Linked DNA regions of Mus musculus: region 1 is linked to region 2. A link is a contact called in public promoter capture Hi-C data. All regions are on one chromosome and are shown on one strand. The core of a region is the stretch at or near the end of the contact, and the rest is flanking DNA. Distances in the headings are between cores, read along the strand shown. Region 1 holds the start of Nxph1 (neurexophilin 1). Region 2 holds the start of Umad1 (UMAP1-MVP12 associated (UMA) domain containing 1).

Region 1 (2,700 bases), core at 91-2,590, 690 kb before region 2:
TCTGAAGCTCTTGGGAATGAAAGACACTAACACCACTCTTAGTCCCATTTATCCAGCCGGTTTAGAAAACTCCAGCTGCTACCGCAGCGCCTGCGCTCCTCGCCCCTCCACAGAACACCTTGAGTTTTCGGTGCACTCCCGTGGCCCGGAATCTGCTGTGGAGTTCAGAACACTAGGCTCAACCTCGCCGGCAGAACGCGAGTGTCCCTGGCCCTCTGAGAAATCAAACGCGGAGAAAATATCACACTCTCCTAGGCTCGCGGTGATGCCCACAACTCCCTAGCCACACAGAGCGATTCTCCCCGCGTCGGTTCTAAGATTGTGTCAAGTCCAAACCTCCGAAAACTGATTCTGGAGGAACCTGGACAGGACAAGATTCTCTCCCTAGTGACAAGGCTTGCCATTCCCTAAAAAGAAACCCCTCACTGAAACTATGCTTCTGTTATTTAATGGCAACTGGACCTTGGAAGGCGAGAGAGGGTTATGTTTGCAGGTGTATCTCTGACCTAACTGCCTGGTCGTTTGCTATGTGTCTGGCGGATAAACTTACACCAGCTGCACCCCTGTAAGTCTCAGGGAGTTACCTGCACTTTCTTGATGTGCCACAAACCCAAATTGGGGGCGCTGGGGCAGTGGGGCAGTGAGTAGATTCCTGTTCGGCTCTTCAAGCCCACCTCCACCCCCTTTCATTTAAACTAGGTGGGGGAAGAAGTGCTGCTAAGAGTTTCATGATTCCCAATACCTTTCTTCTCCCCTTCCTCCCAAGGCATCCTCGCCTACTACCTCCTGGTTTCTGGACCTGTAAGGTCCTGTTAAGAATCATGATCCGGGAGACGGAAAATAGAGCAAAAAATGAGGATGAGAGCCTGAAAAACTCTCGCAGGAATCCAAACCAAAGCTTCCCAAAGTTCTTCCACTCTCTGGGAACACTCAGCTCTCACTGAACTGGCGGCCTCGCCCTCCCGCACCCCCCCCCCTCTCACCCCAGTTGCTTGGCCTCCAGGCTAGGGAGGTATCTCAAAGATGCCGGACCGGACCGATCGCCACTTACCAAGTAGACGGTGGGCTGCAGGAGGAGAAGAACGTACCAGCACGCAGCCTGCATCCTCCCTCCTCTCAAACTTCCTTGGCGGTGCCTTGGCTGAGTCTTTGTTCCTTCAAAAACATAGATCCACCTGACATCCACTTTACAGAGCAGGGAGCGCTCTCAGCAGCCTAGATACAAATGAAATTAGACATCCCATGACCACGCGGACAAGGCTGACGATCAAGCGAGGGGAAAGGGGCTCTTGGTGTGGAGTGATGGAGTCAAAAAGCTTGGAAGGGGGACGCAAAGATTGGAAAAGCGAGCCAATCCAGCTCCAGGAACAAGCGAGTGCGGTCCGCAGGCGGGCGGGCGAGCGAGCGGGCGGGCTTGAGCGGTGGCAGGGGGTTCCCAGAGCCCGGCGCGTCTCGGAAGCCAGCGCCCGAACGGCGGAGGCCAGAAGGGGTTAGGCACAGAGAGAGCAGCTCACAGGCTGGTTAGGAGGCCAACTGTCTCTGGCAGCCAGACCTGCCCTAGTGTTTGAAGGCGGGAGGCTGGGACTAAAGGCGGCGGCTGGTTCTTCGCCAGCCCTGGCAGGGTTCACACACGTACACAGCAGCAGAGAGAGATAGCAAAAGCAAGCGAGCAAGAGACTGAGAGAGGGGGGTGCGGGCAGGGCAAGGGTAGGTAGAACTGACCCGGATTAGGTACCCGTGAAATGGGGGTGGGGAGGGGGGTGCAATTTGCATATAGGAAAGCGGGGCTCAGTTTACCCATTTGAACCTCCTGAAATACAGATAGACACCCACAATCACATCCCTAGCACTACTTTTTTGAACGAAGGGGCACAGCCAGTTGCTAACTTCTACAGTAGAAACCTGTCTGGGACTCTGAGGGTCACCTATTAGACATGCCTTATGCCCAAGAAGAGTTTCACCCCGCTGTCCCTTCCTGGTGATGACCACCACCCTGCCCCAACGTGTCCCTGCCAAGAACGGTGGAGGCGACCGGTACATACCGCACAGGACTGGAGGCAAATGCAGCGAGCAAGAACCGCTCTGAACAGGCTCCATGGAGGAGCTACTACGGCCTGGAGTCTCCAGCGCCCGGGACGTGCCCTCCCCGGAGCTCCGTCTCCATGCTCGGGCGAGGACAGGTCCAGCTGCCTCGTCCAGCCTTGGCGGAGTCGTTGTCCCAGTGCCCGGGTCGCGATCCGGATTGGTCCGCGGGAGCCTAGGCTTGGCACAGTTGAATTCCCGGTGCAGGAAACTTAAGAGGCAAGAGAAGGAGGGGCAGGTAGAGAAGACGACGGAGGAAGGAAGAAAGGGAGGGAGAGAGACGAATGCGCCCGGTTGCTGCACCCGACCGACCCGGACTGCCTGTGTTGGCACTGACACCAGCAGCCTAGGACTCCCGGATTTCCGCGGTTGCCAGAGGATAGAGAATGACTTAAGGGGAGGAGACTGGGCAAGTCCTCCGGACTTGAACTTGAGCGATAAGACCCGAACCTTTCGGAAGAAAAAGAAAGCCACACAACAGGCGCGATGAGTCCCAGTTTCAGAAGGGGTGTGGTGACGAAATTTTGGAAGCTGCAAGCACAGGAAGCAGCCCCAGCTTTACCAGCAAGGCTGGAAAGCCCCAAGGCGACTAAGGATTGGTGTCGCGGGCGCTGTCCG
Region 2 (2,700 bases), core at 33-2,532:
CACAACTAAGGAAAAAAATTTTAAACTTGTTTTAATCACAACAGAATTAAGACACACATATTAAATGTCACATGAACACTAAGGAGAGCTAACAATCGTTTAAATAGGGGAGATTGGATTTCACTCTTAAATAGATGGAACCAGATCTTTGTATTTTATTACTTAAGGCAGCAACAGCAGGCTACATTGGAACTGAATTATTGGAACTGAGTTATTAGCCCTGAATTTGAAGGTTAATAAGTCTTTGGCTTTAGAAAAATCCAGACACTGTTCCACATAATTATGAGACGCAATTAAAATTATGTTTTAATTTCTGCAACCTCTTTTGAAGGTATTTTTATGTGCGTTCATTTTGAAATTTCTCAGTACCAATCCCTTGCTGGTGAAATTACTAAAATCAACAGCCACCAGCATCCAGTCATTTTCTGAACCAGAAACACATCCGACAATTTTCTTCAAATCTTGGAATAAACTGTCTTTCAGACAGCCAGCTCTGAGTACTTCGGGGAACTAGATATAGTATTACAACCCAAAATTAGAGTTATCTAGCACCTTACAAAGCAGTCAACCCCTCATTTGCAGAAAGAGAAAATGTGACGCCAGTGGAGGAGCACTAGCTTGGGTCCAACAGCTGGTGAAGCCTGTCATCTCTAGTCCTTCCCGGGGGTCCTCCTCTACCGGAGCCCCAATGCACGCCAGCACCCAGGAGGTGAGGAAATGGACACCTCCACACCGCCAAGGCTAGCAAAAGGTCCAAGGTAAAGAGAGGGGCAGCACCTCTTGCTGCCAGTGGGTAAAGCAGGCAGGTCCGTTACACAACGTCTCCTAGCAACAACCTCCTGAGGGAGGGGTAAAGACTGACGATGGTTCTCTACAGGTAGAACTGGCTCAAAAATAAAAACCCCAAACCCCAGGTTAGGCACGCACCCGCGCCACCCGCGCAAAAGCTGGCAACTGTCAGTGCCCGCACCGCGGCATTCCGGGACCAGGAGCCCGACTCCGCCCACCACCCCGACGGTTCAGCCCTCGGGAGGAGAGAGGCGCGGAGATCCAGACACCTCCCGCAAGAAAGCTACCTGAGACTCCGCCGCAGCCCGCAGCTCGCCACCCACCACGGTCCTTCAGCTTACTTCCGGGGTCAAGTCGACGTTCGGCCGCTCCAGATCCCGGGTCCCAGGCCTCAGCCCCCGCCCCTCTAAGTCCCGCCTCCACTGCCCGCCGGGTTTCGGCCCCAGTGACTTCCGGAACGCCGCGCGTCACTAGGCAGTCTACCAGTACTTCCGGAAGCCTTGAGCCCCTCCGCCAGCCCGGTGCGAGCGAACCAGATGCTCCCGTGGATTTGATTGGTGGGTCTGGAGCGTACGTCTCCTCTGATTGGTGTTCGGGAAATCTGCCCGGGTTGGCGCGGCCGCCCGCTGGGCGTCAATCATTTTCTGCTTTCCTGCGGGTTGCGAGTGTTGGCGGCAGAATCATGGAGGACATAATGCAGCTCCCCAAAGCGCGCGTCAACGCCAGCATGTTACCACAGTATATCGACCGGCCCGTGTGCTTCGTGGGGAAGCTGGAAAAGGTGCATGCGGGTTCGGGCGAGAGGACGGGACCACGGCCACTCGGGAAGGACTGCGGGGTCGGGAGCTGAGGCTGGGAGCAGGTCACCTTTAAGCAGCATTGCCCTCCAGCTTGCTGTAGTTTTCACAAGAAGAGCTTGTGGAAACTGCTAAGCCATTGCAGCAACATTTTGGTGCCGCTTCTTTTATGTCCCCAAAACTGTTTGGAATGACCTTTTAGATCCAAGCGCTCCGCGCCCCCTTTCTTTATTTACCAGGAAGGTATTTACAAACCTGGCTCCTCTGTCTGTTGTTCGAGTTTTTGTTTTAGCCAGACTTAGCTTCTTGCTTCCCTGTCTTTTGCAGCCGTCTCTATTTATGGGCCTAGTTTTTCTACTTTGCAGTCGTCTCCCTATGAAACATTTCTTGATAGCCCCTCCCATATTCTATAGATACCTTGTATCTAGCCCAGTCTTAGATTGCAGCCTCGTCCTTCCTATAGGTAAAAATTAAGCCCAAAGGCCCAGAAATTGAGAGTGCCGAGGGAAAGAAAATCCTCTGTAAGGACTTACCTGCTAGGTCATTTCATTCACACATTTTCTAAGGGAAAAGAATTTCTAACTAAACAGGTAGGCTGACTGAGCTGCTCAAACCTCACATCGAGTGGCAGAGCTCAGTTTCAAGGGAAGTCTTCCTCAGATCTGGCAACCAGTTCTTTTAGATCATCGTTCTTAATTTTAAAAGAAAGTATTCTGAGCCGGGCGGTGGTGGCGCACGCCTTTAATCCCAGCACTCGGGAGGCAGAGGCAGGTGAATTTCTGAGTTCGAGCCCAGCCTGGTCTACAGAGTGAGTTCCAGGACAGCCAGGGCTATACTGAGAAACCCTGTCTCGAAAACAAACAAACAAACAACCCCTCAAAAAGAAGGTATTCTGTGAGATGTACTAAATCAAGAATGTTGGCAGAATTTCATTAGACAGTGAAAGCCTCGTTTAGTTTTAGTGTACCAAGTGTCTTTTGCAAATAAAAGAAACCACACAAAACACTAAGCAAATATTTGTTGTTTATTAGAAATTCAAAATTAACTGGGCTTACAATCATCTGATCAGGTAATAAGATTATAACTTGAACCAAATAAACTGTCCAAAACCCCT

The links. Promoter capture Hi-C pulls out the DNA fragments that hold promoters and counts their contacts.
Region 1: a contact with region 2 is called in a promoter capture Hi-C map of liver, with 3 times the contacts expected there. The contact joins the promoter of Nxph1 here to the promoter of Umad1 in region 2. A contact is called at or near these places in 2 of 39 promoter capture datasets (liver and stem cell-derived epiblast-like cells).

The regions. Positions count from the first base shown.
Region 1 is chr6:8,948,659-8,951,358 of GRCm38.p6, reverse strand. It overlaps Nxph1 (neurexophilin 1), which reads right to left and starts at 1,340. Exons shown (of 2, transcript NM_008751.5): 1 at 1,052-1,340. The coding sequence starts at 1,105.
Region 2 is chr6:8,257,870-8,260,569 of GRCm38.p6, reverse strand. Umad1 (UMAP1-MVP12 associated (UMA) domain containing 1) reads right to left here and starts at 1,282. Exons shown (of 4, transcript NM_001302354.1): 1 at 1,077-1,282. It overlaps Rpa3 (replication protein A3), which reads left to right and starts at 1,429. Exons shown (of 4, transcript NM_026632.4): 1 at 1,429-1,570. The coding sequence starts at 1,472.